3 separate regions of the Mus musculus genome follow, and all the other regions are linked to region 2. The links are chromatin contacts, called in public HiChIP or PLAC-seq maps. All regions are on one chromosome and are shown on one strand. The core of a region is the stretch at or near the end of the contact, and the rest is flanking DNA. Distances in the headings are between cores, read along the strand shown. Region 1 holds the start of Gramd4 (GRAM domain containing 4). Region 2 overlaps Celsr1 (cadherin, EGF LAG seven-pass G-type receptor 1). Region 3 overlaps Gramd4 (GRAM domain containing 4).

Region 1 (2,700 bases), core at 173-2,672, 150 kb after region 2:
GGAGCTGAAACTTTGGAGTTAGCTTGGAAGGTTGGGTAGGGCCAGAGTGGAGAGGCTCCCCCCTCCTCCGCGCCCCAGGGAGGATATGGTCTAGGCAATCCTGGAGGCAGGAAAGTAGCACTTGTGCTTGCAGGGGGCGGTGGGGGTGGGGCGACGACCAGAGTCCGGTTTTGCTGTAGGACAGAGAGGAAGCAGGGAAAGCCAGGGGTAGGAGGAACCAGCGAGATTGGTGTGGCATTGGGCTGGGATGCCGCACAAAGGTGACTCAGAGGAGGTTCCTGCCCAAAGTAGCTCTCATCTTGCCAAGACCAAGCCCTGCAGGCAGCTTAGCCTGGCATCTCACACTGCCAGCCAAGAGCCATTGGACAGACCTCATGTTGTGCTACACATGGGCATTGCTTCTCACTCTGCATTCAGAGAGAGAGAGAGCTCACCTACAGGAGCCTCTCTGGATGCCAGCCCCAGACCCTGGGACAAAGGCCTGTCTGGAAGGTAGGCAATGCTGGAGGACAAAAGGGGGCCTGAATCCTGCCCCCACCCACCCCACCCCCCAGAAAGCTTCAGAGTCCTTCAGCATTCCTCAAATCTCCTGGGGTGCTTGAGACATAATAAGGTGGGGGACAGTTCTGGATTGAGAGGGTTGGAGGTGAGGTCGTCAAAGCCCCGCAGTGCAAGCGGGTCATGTGGTCACAGGTCTAATGTGCTGTCTCCACTTGCTGATGCTGAGTTTGCTACAGTCACCCTCGTACCCTACAGTGGACCTCCTAGGTCAGACCCCATACGGTGCTGCAGGTCAGTCCTCCAACCAGGCTAGGGCCTGGGGTTCTGGAGGGTGTGGTCTTTTACCAGGTTCATTAGTTATCTTTCTGGGTCCTTGTCAACCCTGGTTTTTGAAAGGCGAGTCAAAACGGGGGAAGTGACTCCTGGAGGATCTCTTTTCCTTTAAGATAGTACTAGAGCTAAAGTAGGCTTCCTATCGCTACGGTGACATTTAAAGGTATGTGGCATTCCTGGTTAGGTACTGAGTGGGAGAGAAGGGAGGAGTTGCTCACTGCCCTCCAGGTGGAGGTTCCATGTCCTTTTCCCAGTGTGGAGCTGTGCTCTGAGTCCAGCCTGGCGGTGCCAGGACAAGTATTTCTACACCAAGCGCGGGTCTCCATTTGGCAGTAACCGTCAAGCCAGTTCGCCGGGAGAGAGGTGACAGTGGAGTGTATCCTTGTGCTCGGTTGTGCCCGTGGCTGCGACTGGCAGGCGGCCACGCGTGCGCGTGGGCACGCGCGGCGAGGACCCACGTGGGTCACCCAAACAAAGGCGGCGCCGCGTGATCGGGCGCGCGCGCGCGCACACACCGGGCAGGGAGGGCGGGGAGGCGAGGGGGCGGAGCGGGGCGGCGGCTTGCGCAGGCCCGGTCGGGGGGCGCGCAGACTCCGCGCAGCAGGACGTGAGCGCGCGACGCGGCGCCGCCTCCGCGCTCGTGGCCGGCACCCGCGGGGCCGCGTAGTCCCCGCTCCCCGGCGCCGCTGGGCTCCCGGGAGGGCGGCAGGTGCAGCGCGGCCGGGTGGCCGGCCAGGGGGGCGCCGCGGCGGCGGGTGGATGAGAGTTGGCCCCGATCATCCCGCAGGGTAAGCGGCGCGCACGCGGACTCCCACACGGACCTGGGCGACGCTGGCCACGCTCTGTCCTAGCTGCCGGGCCGCGACCCCGTGTGCCCACACTCTCACTCGGTGGCCCACAGCAGCGACCCTCCCTTCGGGGAGCAGCGCGGGCGCGCCCCCGCACACACGCTCCCGGGGCGCGCGTCACGGCCGCCCCTCGCGCGTACCACGGGCGCTGTGCGGGTCAGGGTCCTGGTGGGCGAGAGGCAGACGTCGATGGGACGCAGGGCCCAAACTATGATGTGGGGGAGTCATTAGATGGGTCACCATGCCTAGGCCGCTAGCGGGGGGGTCAGGATGAGGGCACAGCAAATGTCGTCCTACTGACCCACTCTCTTGGTGGTGGGGGAGGACTGAAAAGGAGGAGGGCTGTCCAGGCCGGTGTGGCCCAACAGATGACCCGGGGAAAAGTTGTGGACGCTTGCTCCCTTTCCACACCCTGCTCTCTGTTATATCTTTTCCTTTCATTTGGAATTAGCCTATGGGATTCTGGGGACAGTTGGCACCTGGGCTGGAGCTTAGGCCTATGTGTTTATACAACCGTTAAGGTGGGGTGCTGTGTGGCAGTCCCTAACCTAAGACTTCATCTGTCCAGAGCGGGACCAGCACCTCTGAAGGGTGGAGAGGGACTGACTAGTCTGGATGTTGGTTCCCCTGTGGCCTTCCTACCCGTGGCCAGGGTAAGAAGCAGGCTTCTAGGGCCAGAGGCAGAACCTTGTACTCTTTGGAACTTCCCATTTTCAGAGATAAGAGAGATTCAGTTTGGGGGGACCTTGTTCAGAGTGGGTTCCCTTCCTGCCTTGCCTTGTGTAGATTAGGGACAAAATTAAAGGTGCTGAGTCTTAACGCACTCCCCCCCCCAATCCTCAATTTCGCTGAACCCCAGCCAGGTAGGAGCTTGCTTTAGGGCCAGGTTCAGAAGGAGGGGTCATGGTCCAGGCTCTGTAGGGTTTGAAATAAAGGACAGTTGGAAGTTAGTTTATCTCGGATACCTGTTCTGTGAGATCGGGCAAGGCACTGTCACAAAACCAGCCCTGCCTCAGTT
Region 2 (2,700 bases), core at 88-2,587:
TTCTGTCTAATTCAGCAGAAATGGCTGAGCATGACCTGGGGTCACTACCAAGAGTGCGGGTAATTCAGGAACAGGGGATGGGCAAAGCACTAGTTTTTTTTTGTTGTTGTTGTTTTTGTTTTTGTTTTGTTTTTTTTTTTTTGAGAATATTTTTGTGAGCTTGTTCTAATTTTTAAATATTTGATTTTTAATATTTATTATTATATCTAAGTACAGTGTAGCTGTCTTCAGACACGCCAGAAGGGGGCATCAGATCTCATTACGGATGGTTGTGAGCCACCATTTGGTTGCTGGGATTTGATCGCAAGACTTTCGCAAGAACAGTCAGTGCTCTTACCCGCTGAGCCATCTCCAGCCCCAGTTTGTTTTTGTTTGTTTGTTTTTAATGTATGTGTGTTCTGCTGCATGTATACCTGCAGGCCAGGAAGAGGGCATCAGATCCTCTTATAGAGGGTCATGAGCCACCATGTGGTTGCTGGGAATTGAACTCAGGACCTCTGGAAGAACACAGCCAATACTCTTAACTGTTGAGCCATCTCACCAGGCCCTACTTCAAGTTTTTATTTTAAAAACACTATGGAGTGGCATTTGCTCAGGCCAAAAGCTCCCGGGCTGAGACCTCAGCCTATGTTCCCAGAAATGCTAGCCAGTAGGTGCAGCCGGGGTTCTAGGGAGCACTTCTTCCAGGGGCCTCTCTGTCCAGTAGGAACAATGTCTTGATGTTTTCTGCGGGTCCAAGACCACAGAAGGAGGAGACTCTTCTACCCATCTGCCCTTAGCCAGACAGTGCTATGTGTCAGGCCAAAGGCCATGTGCTACAAATGAGAATGCGGCACGTGGGCTGAAGGACAGCACGCATCTCCTTGAGGAATGAGTCAGCAAGGAAGCCAGCTCTGCCTGCTGGTGTACAGAAGACCCAGCAGTGTCAGGAACAAGGTCATGGGAAAAAGGACAAGGGACAAGGGACACTGAGCTCCCAGAGTTTAGCCTAGGGAGGCATTCATATAAACCCAGCCTGAGATGTTCCACAATGAGACTTGAAGATGTAGCCCAAGGGCAGCTGCTCATGGGCCTTTTGGGAGTCAAGGCCTAGACAGAGCTTCCAGGCTAGCCCGCTGGAAGATAACGGTAGGTTTCCCAGCAGGAAGTTAAGCCAGGCAGGGTAGAAAATGAGAGGGGACAGAGAGGAAGGGGAAAACCTGGCCCTGTTCACACTGGCCACCTGGAAAAACCCAGGCCACACCCACAGCTTACCCACACCATTAACCACAGCTGCAACTGACCCCACCCACAACTAGGCAAAAGTCACCCTGGCCACAAGCACAATCTAACCCCACAGCTGGCCACATCCTCACCAAAGTCCACCCTTGACTGGCACACCCATGCATGGGGCCCACACTGGCAGCTGTAGTCCAATGTTCTGCCCTTGACCATAACCCTGTATCTTCCCAGAGGAAAGCACCGCCCCCCCCCCCACCTCACTCCCACAGATTCACAGACATAGGAGGAGAGCCATAAACTCAACCTCATCCTAGATGTGACTATGTTCAAATACCAGGTCACCGCACTCTGAGGAAAGGCAACAGAGCACAGGCTGGAGGGTACCCTGACAGAACCACCTGATGCCAGGTCAGCCTCCAAGGGTCACATGCTCTCCAGAGATAACACCCGGACAGTGCAAGGGACCTATGTGAGCACGCACACTTGTCACCTACACTGCAAAGCTGAAGACAGAAACAGGGCTACAGCTGGGGCATGCTCTCTGCTGGCATCTCAGAATGCCAGCTGTGAGGGGGCAAGCCTGAGCTGGATCCCCCCCCCCATCCCCATACGCCATTTCCGCAGTGGAAAGTGGGGCTGGCTCAGCTGGAGGAGGAGGAGGAGGAGGGTGGGAAGGCTGGCTGGCTGTTGCTTTAAATGATGAACAAATAAACCTCAAACAAAACAAAAAACCGCCATTTGAAAAAGGGCAGGAAATCAACCATAGGATCTGGCGGGGTTGTGTGGACACGCTTCTACACTAAACATACTCGCTTTTCCAGAACAGAACAAACACACACTAAATCATTTCAGCCTGTCAGGCTTCTGGGAGATAAACGGCCTCACCTGGAGATACGAATGGGAGTTTAGATAAAACTCAGAAAACCTGGGCACCGTGCCAAGCCCCTGCCACCACACACTGTCCTCCTGGGGTGCATTTGCCTGCTCTGTGCCCCCCTGGTGCCTGGAAAGCTCTCATGCCAGCAGGGGCCGAGTCAGAAGTGAGCCTTGGCCTCTCAGTGAGCTGCATGCCGTGCTTAGCAGCAGGGAGTGGCTCGAAGCTGTTGACTACTTTTCTCTATCCAGACCTTGAGAAGGCACACCTACAGGACCCCAAAATGAGTCTCAGCTTGCTGAGCCTTCGAACGGGCCTCCCATGTCCACGCCTGGGAGATGAATCCCATATCCATGCCCGCTCTGGGAGGAATAATATCTGGCCTTGGAGGGTGGCAAGGAGGTTTGGTCCTGGTTCATCGGATCCAACCCTGTGCTACTGTGACCCTACAGGAAAGCCACCAGGTTCATCAAGAGGACTGGGTCTAGGATGGCCCAGGAAGCCATGCCTAGGAGGTAGCAGGGTCTGCTCTTTTTTCCTGAGGGGTCTGATCACCCAGGAAGGTCTCTGAGCTGGCTGGGAAACTCCAGCTCTCGTCTTCTTCC
Region 3 (2,700 bases), core at 182-2,681, 170 kb after region 2:
AAGGAGCCACCCACCAGCCTCAACTCTGACCTTCGGGTCCTTGCTAGGTTAGTGAGGCGGACTAGAGGTCCCGATGTCCTACTAACTTAGAAATGAATCAAGGCTGTTTCTGACTGTGACCAGAAAGGAGATGGGCACTCTCGCTGGCTCTGTGACATGTGGTGTTCTGGGTCTCCTCTGACCTTCTCTTTAAAGTGAGACTCTCTTGACCCGGCTCCTCTTCCAGATTATGCCTAGATATAGCTCCCTGTAGGACCTGCTTCGGTCCTCCAAGACCTAGTGGCAGGTCAGAGGTCACGGGCAGGCTGTCCACTGGTTGCCTGGTGTCTATCCGGGAGGCCTCCGAGTCTGCCTTCCGCCCCTACCGCCTCCCACTACCGCCTCCCACTCCTTCCTGCTTCGTCCCCACCTCCATCTTGGTTCCCTCACAGCCTTCGGGGGCTGAAGACATTCCAGGCTGTGTTTATGTGGGTTGTGTCGATGGCTGCCTCTCGTACCAGAAGTTAAAGCAAAAAGACTTTAAAGATATTTATTAACTTACTGAATAATGTCCATGACAACCCCACTCCACGTCAGCCAGCACCCACAGCACATGCTCACTTAGAAAAATTACGAGAAGGAGGACGGAGAAGAGGGGCACCTGCATCGCTGTAGCTCTCCACAGGGTCCGCTGTGACGGGACAGCCCAAGGATGGCCAGGTGTGCTTCCGTAGGTGCTTTGAGCAGAGGTTTGTGGACACCTCAGCCCCGACTGCTGATTCCATTCTCTTGTACGTGGATTCAGAGGTCAGCTCGCTGGGTCACTGGGTCTTTTCAATCTTAGAGGGACTGTCTTCCTGCTGTTCTCCATGATCCCCTGTGGTTGTGTCTGTGCACATGCACATGCACACACACACACACACACACACACACACACGAATGCACACACACTGCCACCACCACCAGCAGCACAACTGCCTGGAAACAGGCCCCTCAGTTCCTCCACTCACCCTGCCTCATTCCCGGGCTCACATCCTGGCAGGGGCCCCAGAAGAGGACTAGAGCAGCAAGACCAGATTCCATCTTCTACCATGTGATGGCCGTATCTTTCCTCCCTGATTCCTGTTTCTTCATCTCTTAAGAAAGGAAGGCCTCTGTAGTCAGCGTAGAAAGTTCCAGGGTTTTTTTCTTAGTGTGTGTCACGCCTAGAGACAGAGATGAGGAGCCTGGAACCCAGCTGCTGTCCATGGGCTTCACTGAGGTGTGGCCTGGGAAGTGCCAAGCAGGTCGCTTATCCTCAGGGGAGCATGGCTGGCATCGTTGAAGGCTGGAGGGGCTAATTACCTGTGGCCAGTTCCTGCTACCTCTGCTGCCCCATGCAATTGGGCAGAGCCTCCCAGATGAACCCAGAGCTGCCTGCTGGTTTCCATCTCCACGACCTGTGCTCATTTCCTGAGTCTTGACCACCGCCTTGTCACCTCTCTGAGTCACAGGTCACTTGGCACCCCATACTGTGCTTGAAATGAGATGATTCTTAATAAGATTTCCCTGCCATTTCCTCTCTGTTTTTTTCTGTTGAGAGGACACTGGCCACACTGCCTTCCCTGCATATCCACCAGCTGACTTTTTTTTTTAACCTCAGTGGAGTTGTCGTCCTGGGCTGTCACTGTCTGTCCCTCAGGCTAGGGACACTCTTCTCCCTCCTGAGTCTAGCATTCACAGCTCCAGCAATATCACCCTCTACTTGTCTGGACCTCAGCCCCAAAATCAAGTGTACCTAAAACTCATGTCTACAATCCTGGCACTCTGGAGGCTGCTGCAGGAGAATGGCTGCTAGTTTGGAGCTAACCTGGGTACATAGTGAATTACAAGCCAGCCTTGGCTCCAGCATGAGATCTTGTCTCAAACAAGGATGATTAAAAAAAAAAAAAAAAAAAAAGCAGCATGCCTGGCACATAGTAGGTGCACCCAGAACACCTAGTAGGATCTTTAATGTCCCCAAGCAGTGGCACACTCACACACTTTATCTTTACTGACTGGCTGGAGCCTCCCTTGAAGTCCTCTCAGACTGTAGCACTCCCAGGAACACTTGTCTTCCTACCACTTTGCCTGTGGGCTACCCTGAAGACTGTGCCTTAAGACAGCTCTGATTGCAGCATGCGGCTTTCAGATTACCTGTGTTGTAGGCTTCAGTTGTACCCAGAGGGCTTTGCAACTTGCTTTAAAATTTTTCTCCTGTCCATGGGACTTGAGAGTTTTTTGGTTTGGTTTAGTTTAGTTTTTGTTATTATTGTTTTGAGACAGGGTTTCTTTGTGTAAACCCCGACTGTCCCGCAACTCACTCTGTAGCAGAGGCTGGCCTCGAACTCAGAGATTCACATCCCTCTGCCTCCTGAGCGCTAGGATTAAAGGCGTGAGCCACCGCCCACCTGGCTGAGACTGAGTTTTAAAGCAGTGGCTACAAGTGAGGGGTGCCCAGGGGTTGAGGGCTGCCAGGCTGGCAGGAACCATCTCCCTGGTGAGTACTGGTTTAGATATAAAATATTTGATAGCAGTGCTGTGCTGGCAATGCCGGTCGGAACATATTCAGGGCTTGCCCGATCAGCGTGAGAGTCTCAGGCATGGCCTCTGATATCAGCTGAGCCAAGCTAAGAAAACTGGAAGTGACTGGAAGGAAGGAACCTGGTTTGGTAGCTCATGGGCTCTTCAGCTGGGAAGCTG

Evidence for each region. HiChIP or PLAC-seq counts read pairs in DNA pulled down with a chosen protein or histone mark.
Region 1: an H3K27ac HiChIP or PLAC-seq map of T-cell acute lymphoblastic leukemia shows a contact between it and region 2, with 3 times the contacts expected there. The contact joins the promoter of Gramd4 here to the enhancer-like site in region 2. A contact is called at or near these places in 19 of 39 promoter capture datasets (the 3T3-L1 cell line, the C10 cell line, the HPC-7 cell line and 12 more), 3 of 15 datasets of contacts at CTCF or cohesin (CD8 T cells, the NIH/3T3 cell line and embryonic stem cells), 76 of 484 Hi-C or Micro-C datasets (2-cell embryo, the 3T3-L1 cell line, 3T3-L1-derived adipocytes and 49 more), 40 of 115 datasets of contacts at active chromatin or transcription factors (the 230-238 cell line, CD4 T cells, CD8 T cells and 29 more) and 6 of 9 other capture datasets (adipose tissue, embryonic tail, embryonic trunk and 3 more).
Region 3: a contact with region 2 is called in a FOXA1 HiChIP or PLAC-seq map of pancreatic cancer cells. The contact joins two enhancer-like sites. A contact is called at or near these places in 5 of 39 promoter capture datasets (the C10 cell line, the HPC-7 cell line, cranial neural crest and 2 more), 13 of 115 datasets of contacts at active chromatin or transcription factors (bone marrow-derived dendritic cells, embryonic basal ganglia, embryonic forebrain and 9 more) and 4 of 9 other capture datasets (adipose tissue, embryonic stem cells, liver and 1 more).

Annotation. Positions count from the first base shown.
Region 1 is chr15:86,057,340-86,060,039 of GRCm38.p6, forward strand. It overlaps Gramd4 (GRAM domain containing 4), which reads left to right and starts at 1,423. Exons shown (of 19, transcript NM_001379572.1): 1 at 1,423-1,622. The coding sequence starts at 1,594. It overlaps Gm41375 (a long non-coding RNA gene), which reads right to left and starts at 1,277. Exons shown (of 3, transcript XR_875536.2): 1 at 1,053-1,277.
Region 2 is chr15:85,907,999-85,910,698 of GRCm38.p6, forward strand. All of the region lies in intron 24 of Celsr1 (cadherin, EGF LAG seven-pass G-type receptor 1), which reads right to left. Among named protein-coding and RNA genes, the nearest start is that of Trmu, 30 kb to the left of the region's middle. Within about 2 kb of position 1,338, at least 53 of the 459 cell types and tissues checked have an H3K27ac peak or open chromatin away from gene starts, as enhancers often do. A contact at or near this core is called in the BV-2 cell line, the Ba/F3 cell line, the C2C12 cell line and 13 more, where this site is marked.
Region 3 is chr15:86,078,655-86,081,354 of GRCm38.p6, forward strand. The region is part of intron 1 of Gramd4 (GRAM domain containing 4); the gene reads left to right. Among named protein-coding and RNA genes, the nearest start is that of Gm15722, 11 kb to the right of the region's middle. Within about 2 kb of position 1,432, at least 67 of the 459 cell types and tissues checked have an H3K27ac peak or open chromatin away from gene starts, as enhancers often do. A contact at or near this core is called in pancreatic cancer cells and trophoblast stem cells, where this site is marked.